Regions from separate parts of the Mus musculus genome. Here region 2 is linked to region 1. A link is a contact called in public HiChIP or PLAC-seq data. All regions are on one chromosome and are shown on one strand. The core of a region is the stretch at or near the end of the contact, and the rest is flanking DNA. Distances in the headings are between cores, read along the strand shown. Region 1 holds the start of Ltb (lymphotoxin B). Region 2 holds the start of 4833427F10Rik (RIKEN cDNA 4833427F10 gene).

Evidence for each region. HiChIP or PLAC-seq counts read pairs in DNA pulled down with a chosen protein or histone mark.
Region 2: an HNF4G HiChIP or PLAC-seq map of pancreatic cancer cells shows a contact between it and region 1. The contact joins the promoter of 4833427F10Rik here to the promoter of Ltb in region 1. A contact is called at or near these places in 3 of 39 promoter capture datasets (hippocampal neurons and liver) and 2 of 115 datasets of contacts at active chromatin or transcription factors (memory CD8 T cells and pancreatic cancer cells).

What each region holds. Positions count from the first base shown.
Region 1 is chr17:35,192,899-35,196,223 of GRCm38.p6, reverse strand. It overlaps Ltb (lymphotoxin B), which reads right to left and starts at 1,717. Exons shown (of 3, transcript NM_008518.2): 1 at 1,541-1,717; 2 at 859-1,174; 3 at 1-520. The coding sequence starts at 1,702. The coding sequence ends at 78. Mir6973a (microRNA 6973a) reads right to left here and starts at 1,252; the gene lies at 1,175-1,252.
Region 2 is chr17:35,770,770-35,774,094 of GRCm38.p6, reverse strand. 4833427F10Rik (RIKEN cDNA 4833427F10 gene) reads right to left here and starts at 1,645. Exons shown (of 3, transcript NR_045459.1): 1 at 1,184-1,645. It overlaps Gm32409 (a long non-coding RNA gene), which reads left to right. Exons shown (of 4, transcript XR_876780.2): 4 at 1-271.

The DNA.
Region 1 (3,325 bases), core at 468-2,967:
ACTGTCGGGGTCCCGGACATCACGATTCACACATTCGCACCGTCAGTCGATCCTCCAGGAATGAATACAGATGGCTGTCACCCCACCATCACCGCCCCGAAGAAGGTCTTCCCTCTCCTGTAGTCCACCATGTCGGGGTGACTGATGTTAACGTAGACCCTCTCGCCGCTCCGGAGCTGCGCCAGGCCGCCGAACCCCACGCTCGTGTACCATAACGACCCGTACCCGATGGGGTCCACAACAGGTGTGACTGTCTCCGCGCCCTCCAGCAGCAACTCGGGGGAACCTCGCCCGTAGGCGCCCCCCGCGCGGTACAGGGCGCTGCGCAGCGTGAGCGAGCGAGCACGGCTTCGGCCGGCAGGGGGCGTCCTGCCCCTGTACCCGACGTGGCAGTAGAGGTAATAGACGCCGTCCTGTGGCAGCGCCAGCCCGTGGGTGGGGGAGAACTGCGCGCCGCTCCTCAGAAACGCTTCTTCTTGGCTCGCCTCCCAGCTGAGCCCTTGCCCACTCATCCAAGCGCCTGCAGAAAGGGACACGCGTGAGCGCTCGGGCCGTGATCTCTAGGTCGGAGACCCGGGCAGGATGAGCAGGGACCTGGAGCGGAGGAGCGGGGTCTTCCTCCTTCTGTGGTACTTAGCGGGGAGGGGCAGGAATAACGGTGCTATCTATCACCCGAAGGGACTAAAGTGGCGAGATCCCTGCCGGTTTTTACCTGTTTCCTGAGCAGTCAGTCATACCGAGGGAGAAGTTGGTGGTGGAGGAGTTGGGAAAGTACCAGTAGTGTCATAGCAGAGCCAAAGGACTCTCGCTTACTGTGGGGGTACATAGCCAGCACTCTTCGGTCTACCAGATGCTTACCTATGAGGTGGGCAGCAGGGAGCTCAGGGTTGAGGTCAGTTTCTGGTTCCCCCTTTGGCAGCTGTTGAACCCCTGGATCTGGTGTAGAATCCGCAGCTGGAGACAGGATGGTCATCCATGCAGATGCCTCCCGAGAGGACTGCGCAACAGGGCCCTGGGATGTGGAGGCTAGATTCCTGGAAGCATTGGATCTCTGAGGATGCAGACGGGGGTCAGGAGTCTCTGAGAGGCTAGAGGGTGAGGGCAAGATGCACGACGGTTTGCTGTCATCCAGTCTTTTCTGAGCCTGTGCTCCTGAGCCAATGATCTTCTCAACCTGGATGGGTAGGTAGGGTTAGAGTGCCCAGAGGTCAGATTTGGCTAATGGCAACTCCACCCCTCCCACCGTAGAGCCCAGCCCCAAGGCCTGGGCCTGCTGTGTCCTCCCTAGACTGCATCTTGCTAGAAGAACAAACAAAGACGATGTATGCAGGCAGAGAGACGCAAGTGCAGTGTTATCTGGAAAAGAAGCCAACCAGGAAGGGGCTTGAAAATTCAGGCTAGGATTGCCTGGAGAGGCAAAGACAGACCAGACATTCCCTCTGGGGAGAGCGGCCAGCTGAGCGCGGTGGGCAGAAGCACAGCCATAAGTAAATAAACAGTCACAAGAGGCAGCCCTCTGGAGCCCGTTGCAGCCACTCACCCGACGTCCCTGATCCTGCGGCACCAAGGCCAGCACAGCCAGGACAGTGATAGGCACTGCCAACAACAGGGTCACCAGGGAAGTAGCTCCTGCCACAGCCAGCAAGAGGCAGCCCCTCCCCTGGGGTCTCCCACCCAGGCCCTGCAGTCCCCGTGTCCCCATCCAGACTCAGAACTAGGACCGGGGCAGGGGCTTTCATACCTCAGGGGTAGACCCCCCCACCCCCGCAGACCCACACACCTGCCCCCTGCCCGGGGACTTTCCGAACACCCTTCCTCCCCTCACCCAGCTTCCTGTTTACCCAGCGCTGGGGCCGGGGTTGGGTGGCTGGATGCCTGGGTTCTCTGAACTGGGGAAGGAGATGGGGTAGAGAGAGGTTTTCAAGGTAAAGATGAAGAGGGGCTTGGCAGGGAGGGAAGATGAAGCCCAGGGAAGGAAGGGAGCTTGCAGAAGGCCAGGCAACAAACAAGGTTGTCATGGCCAGGTAGGACTCCAAGTATCTCGTGTGTTCTTCATGCTTCTGGACCTTACAGTGCTGAAGGGAGGGCTGCAAAGACACACGCACCTGCACACATGCATGCACGCACGCACGCGCGCGCGCACACACACACACACACACACACACACACACACACGGGAGGGGGGGTGAGGAGATGGAGTGGGAGGCCAACAAGGGTCGGCTGTGTGTCTGCGTCCCTGATACGACCCTCTCCCCACACTGGCTGACTTCTTCCTGTTTCAGTCTCTAAAACCAGATGGGAAAGGCAGAATTAAGTGGGTCCGCAGTGGTTATGGCTTTATGAAGGGGGCTCAGCCTCTCTCTCTCTCTCTCTCTCTCTCTCTCTCTGTCCTGATAAAGCAATACAGAGGCACACTCCACCTTAAGGGAGTCTGTCTAGAATGAGCCTCCTCCATTGGGAAGCATCAACTACTTATAAATGAGGGACAGGGCAAATGAATGTATGAATGAATGAATGAATGAATGAGAAATTTGTTGACTTCAATGAACATCAGGAACCGAATTAATGGCACCCGAGGGGCAGCTGATTGGAGTTTAGGGAAGAGCAGGTCGGAGGAAGGTGGACAGAGGTTTCAGGCCATGTCCCCTTCCTGGTGACCTTGCAGTCTCTATGTCCCAGACCAGACAACTCGTTTGGAAAATATTACCAACACCAATATTAGTAGAATACAGCTGACTGACCAAAGGCACCAAGAATGTGCTAGCCACTGAACTACAGTCTTTATTACACTAGCCACTTCGTCTCCATGGGAAAGCCCTAAGAAGATGCTGAGGCCCAGAGAGACGAAAAGGCAGTGTTGGGATAGCAGTAGAGTTTCCTGACAGGGCACTTGGCTAGTAGGTTTGATTCTGTAACAGGCAAAACAGAACTAATTCCAGCTTCATACATTTTACTAGATGTAAATTTTGTCTTCCTGAGGCAAGGAAAAAAAAAGAGGAAACAAAGACTAACTTGAACAATTCAGCGGTAACATGAGGTAATAGTCACAACCTGGAAAGATATGAGAAGTAGCTCAGGGCTGTGGTTCATGGGAGAGCACTGGCCTTGCATGCCCAGGGCCCTGGCTTTGTCCCCAGCACGAAATCAAGCAGGCTTGGTGCTGCGGGCCTGTAATCCCAGCAGAACCGTCAGAAACCCATGGTCATCCTTCACTAGTTGGCAAGCGTGAGGCCAGGTTGGGATGCATAAGAACCTGTCTCAAGAAGGAAAGAAGGAACCAACATGCATTCACTTAGGAGGCAAAGGCAGACTGATCAGAGTTCAA
Region 2 (3,325 bases), core at 396-2,895, 580 kb before region 1:
CCTCTGGTCTCTGAATGTAGCCCAGGCTGGCCTGTAACTTGTGATTCTCCCTACCTCAGTCTCCCAAGTAGCTGGCTGTTAGGCACCGGCCACAATGCTCAGCTTCTCCTTTTCATGGATTGATGTATTTGAGCCAGATATGGTGACACACATCTCTAATCCCAGTTCTTGAGAGGTAGAGGTAGGAGGAGAGATAGTCCAAGGACAGACTTAGCTACATAGTGAGTTCAGGCCAGTCTTAGCTACATGAAATCTAGTCTCAAAAATAAATAAATAGAGATATTTGCATTTTTCATTGATTTGTAAGGAAGGATCCTTTCTTCCTTTGTTTCTTCCTTTTTTTTTTTTTTTTTTTTTTTTTTTTTTTGAGACAGGGTTTCTCTGTATAGCCCTGGCTGTCCTGGAACTCACTTTGTAGACCAGGCTGGCCTCAAACTCAGAAATCCGCCTGCCTCTGCCTCCCAAGTGCTGGGATTAAAGGCATGTGCCACCACACCCGGCTGTTTCTTCCTTTTTGTTTCCTTCTTTGTTTCTTTGTTTCTTTCTTCCTTTCTTAATTAATGTCTGTGAGTGTTTTGCCTGTGGGTATGTACCGGCATCACATGCATACATACAGTACCCACAGAGCCCCGAAGAGGGCTGGCCTTATCTATGGTTGTGAGCCTCCTAGAACTCACTGTGTAGCCCAGGCTGGACCCAAACTTGTAATGATCCTCTTGCCTCTGTCTCCTGAATGCTGGAATTGCAGGTGTGAGGTACCTTTTAAGGATCATCTCTAAGCTGATCTCTAACACAGAGCAAACTTTCCATCTCTGTCTTTTCTTACACTGTCTCCCCAATTGCTCAGGATTACACATGTGAACTATGTTCAGTAAATAAAGGAGTATTGAAGACTCAGTCAAGTAAAACAGCTGTGTGGGTCAGGCACCTTGAAAATGTCACAGATGGCTCAAATCCAGTTTTTTCTTTTTCTGGAGATAAGGTCTCGTGTAGCCCAGGCTGGCCTCAAACTCCTAATGTATCTGAAGATGACTTTGAACTAATGATTCTCCTGCCTGTACCTCCCAGGTGCTGGCATTACAGATGTGTACCACTATGCCTGTCTTAGGGTTTTACTTCTGTGAACAGACACCGTGACCAAGGCAACTTTTATAAGGACAACATTAAATTGGGGCTGACTTACAGTTTCAGAGGCTCAGATCATTTTCATCAAGGTGGGAACATGGCAGCATCCAGGCAGGCATGGTGCAGGAGGAACTGAGAGGTCTACATCTTCATCTGAAGGCTGCTAGCAGAATACTTACTTCCAGGCAGCTAGGATAAGGGTCTTAAAGCCCCTGCCCACAGTGATACACATGCTCTAACAAGTTCCCACCTACTTTCACAGGGCCACACATTCTGATAGTGCCACTCCCAGAGCCAAGCACATACAAACCACCACAATGCCTGGTTTTTTGTGGTACTGGGAACTGAACCCAGGGCTTCTTCCATTCTAATTGATTACACTATCCACTAAGTTCCAACCTTAGTCCCCATTCATTTTGATTAAAAGCTCTTTTGTACATTGAAGTTTCTGATTCTTTGTTATGTTACCAAAAACCCCTTGCCATGAGACTGACTCTCATGGCAAACTCTGTCTCCTGTCTCTTGATGTCTATCAGGGCAGAGATTCCCTCTTGGTGAGCAACAAAACTGTCCTTTCTGACTCCTCCCCACGTCCCAGCCTGTGAGACGAAGCTTCCTTGTATGGCGTCCTGTTGCTGGAAGGGTCTCCTAGATGTCTGACCAGAGCTCGATGTTCTATATAGTCTGCCATAAATCCCCGTGTCTGACAGGCCTTGATTTGCTGCCATGGCATTCAAGGTATGCAAACAGCTTGGAGTGTTCTGCCAGGCTCGAGCGGAGGCCTTGGGTAAGCTTCTGCCTGTGGCACGGTGTGTGCCCGTTTTTGGACACAGCTTCTCATACTGTGTCACTGAGAAGAGTGAAGCCAGGTCACATCAACTATAGCTGCAAAAATTCTGAGCAGCTGGGCCTGCTGGGATACACCTGTAATTTCAGTGCTGGGGATGCGGAGGCAGGAGGATAGCTCTAGAGCTGTGTGTGTGTGCGCTTGTGTGTGTGTGTGTTTGGGCTTGTGTGTGTTCAGGGGTGTATGTGTGTGTTTCCAGGATCAAGCAGGGAAGATGGAGGACAACGTGTGGGAGTTGGTTCTTGCCTCTCACTGTGTGGGCACGGAGGACTGAACTGAAGTCATCCGACTTGGTGCCAAGGGCCTCCACCTGATGAGTCATGGAGCCAGGGGAAAAGAAGTGTTTCATGAATTCTGACTCTTATAATGAGGGCAAGGAACAACCTTAGAAGAAAAAAATAAGTGTTGCTTAGGAAAATGAAAAGCAGGTAAGTGCCTTTAATCCAGCACTCAGGTGGCAGGGCGGGAGGGTCTCTGTAAGCTTCAGGCCAGCCTGATCTACATTGTAAGCAAGTTTCAGGCCACTTGGGGCTACGTAGAGATCCTGTCTTTTAAAACCAAACCAAACAAACATCTCTGCTTCTTAAAAATGTCCTCCTGCTACATTGCCGGGGGCCGATGTTTGATTTTTAGAGAGTATTTGCTTACACTCCAGGGAAGTTAGGCAAAGCTGGGAGTTCACAGCGGCTAAGCTGACTGCAGGCCTTCAGAGCGCTCGCTCCTACAGGAGTTTTATCAACCCAATTCGGCAGAGGATGCTGGAATTTACCTAAAGTCACAGAGTGAGACAGGGTCTTTCTCTGAGACCTGAGGCACACAGATTAGATGAGGCTGCCTGATCAGCAAGCCAAGGGGCCTTCTGTCTCTATGTTTCCAGCACTGGGTTTAAAGTTCATGTTGCTCACCCTGGATGTTTATGTGGGTGCTGAGGATTGAACTGTGGTCCCTGTGTGTGTGTGTGTGGCAAGCACTTTACTGGGAGTGCATCAGCTCCCCAGCCTGGAGTTCCCACTCTTTCTAAGGCCCACCCAACATTCTAGCAGGACAGCCCCTTCCTCCAGTCAGTTCCAGAGGGGCTGTTACCCAGCTCAGAGCCACTGTCCAGTAGATTGTTTATCCAATAGGGAGCGGTAACCTCTGAGAACGAGGGGTCTCTGTCTCCCCCACAAGCTGATTTGCCAGCACATCATGAGTTTTCTTCTGAGACTGTAAAAACTCTAACAGAGCCTTGGCCCTTTGACCCAGATGAGCTCATGAGGACAGGACCCACACCTGGGGTCGGTCCCACACTGCTAGTTGCAGACTTTACTAGGCTAGACACATCTGCTGGGAAGGGAGGAAGTGTCTGCACAG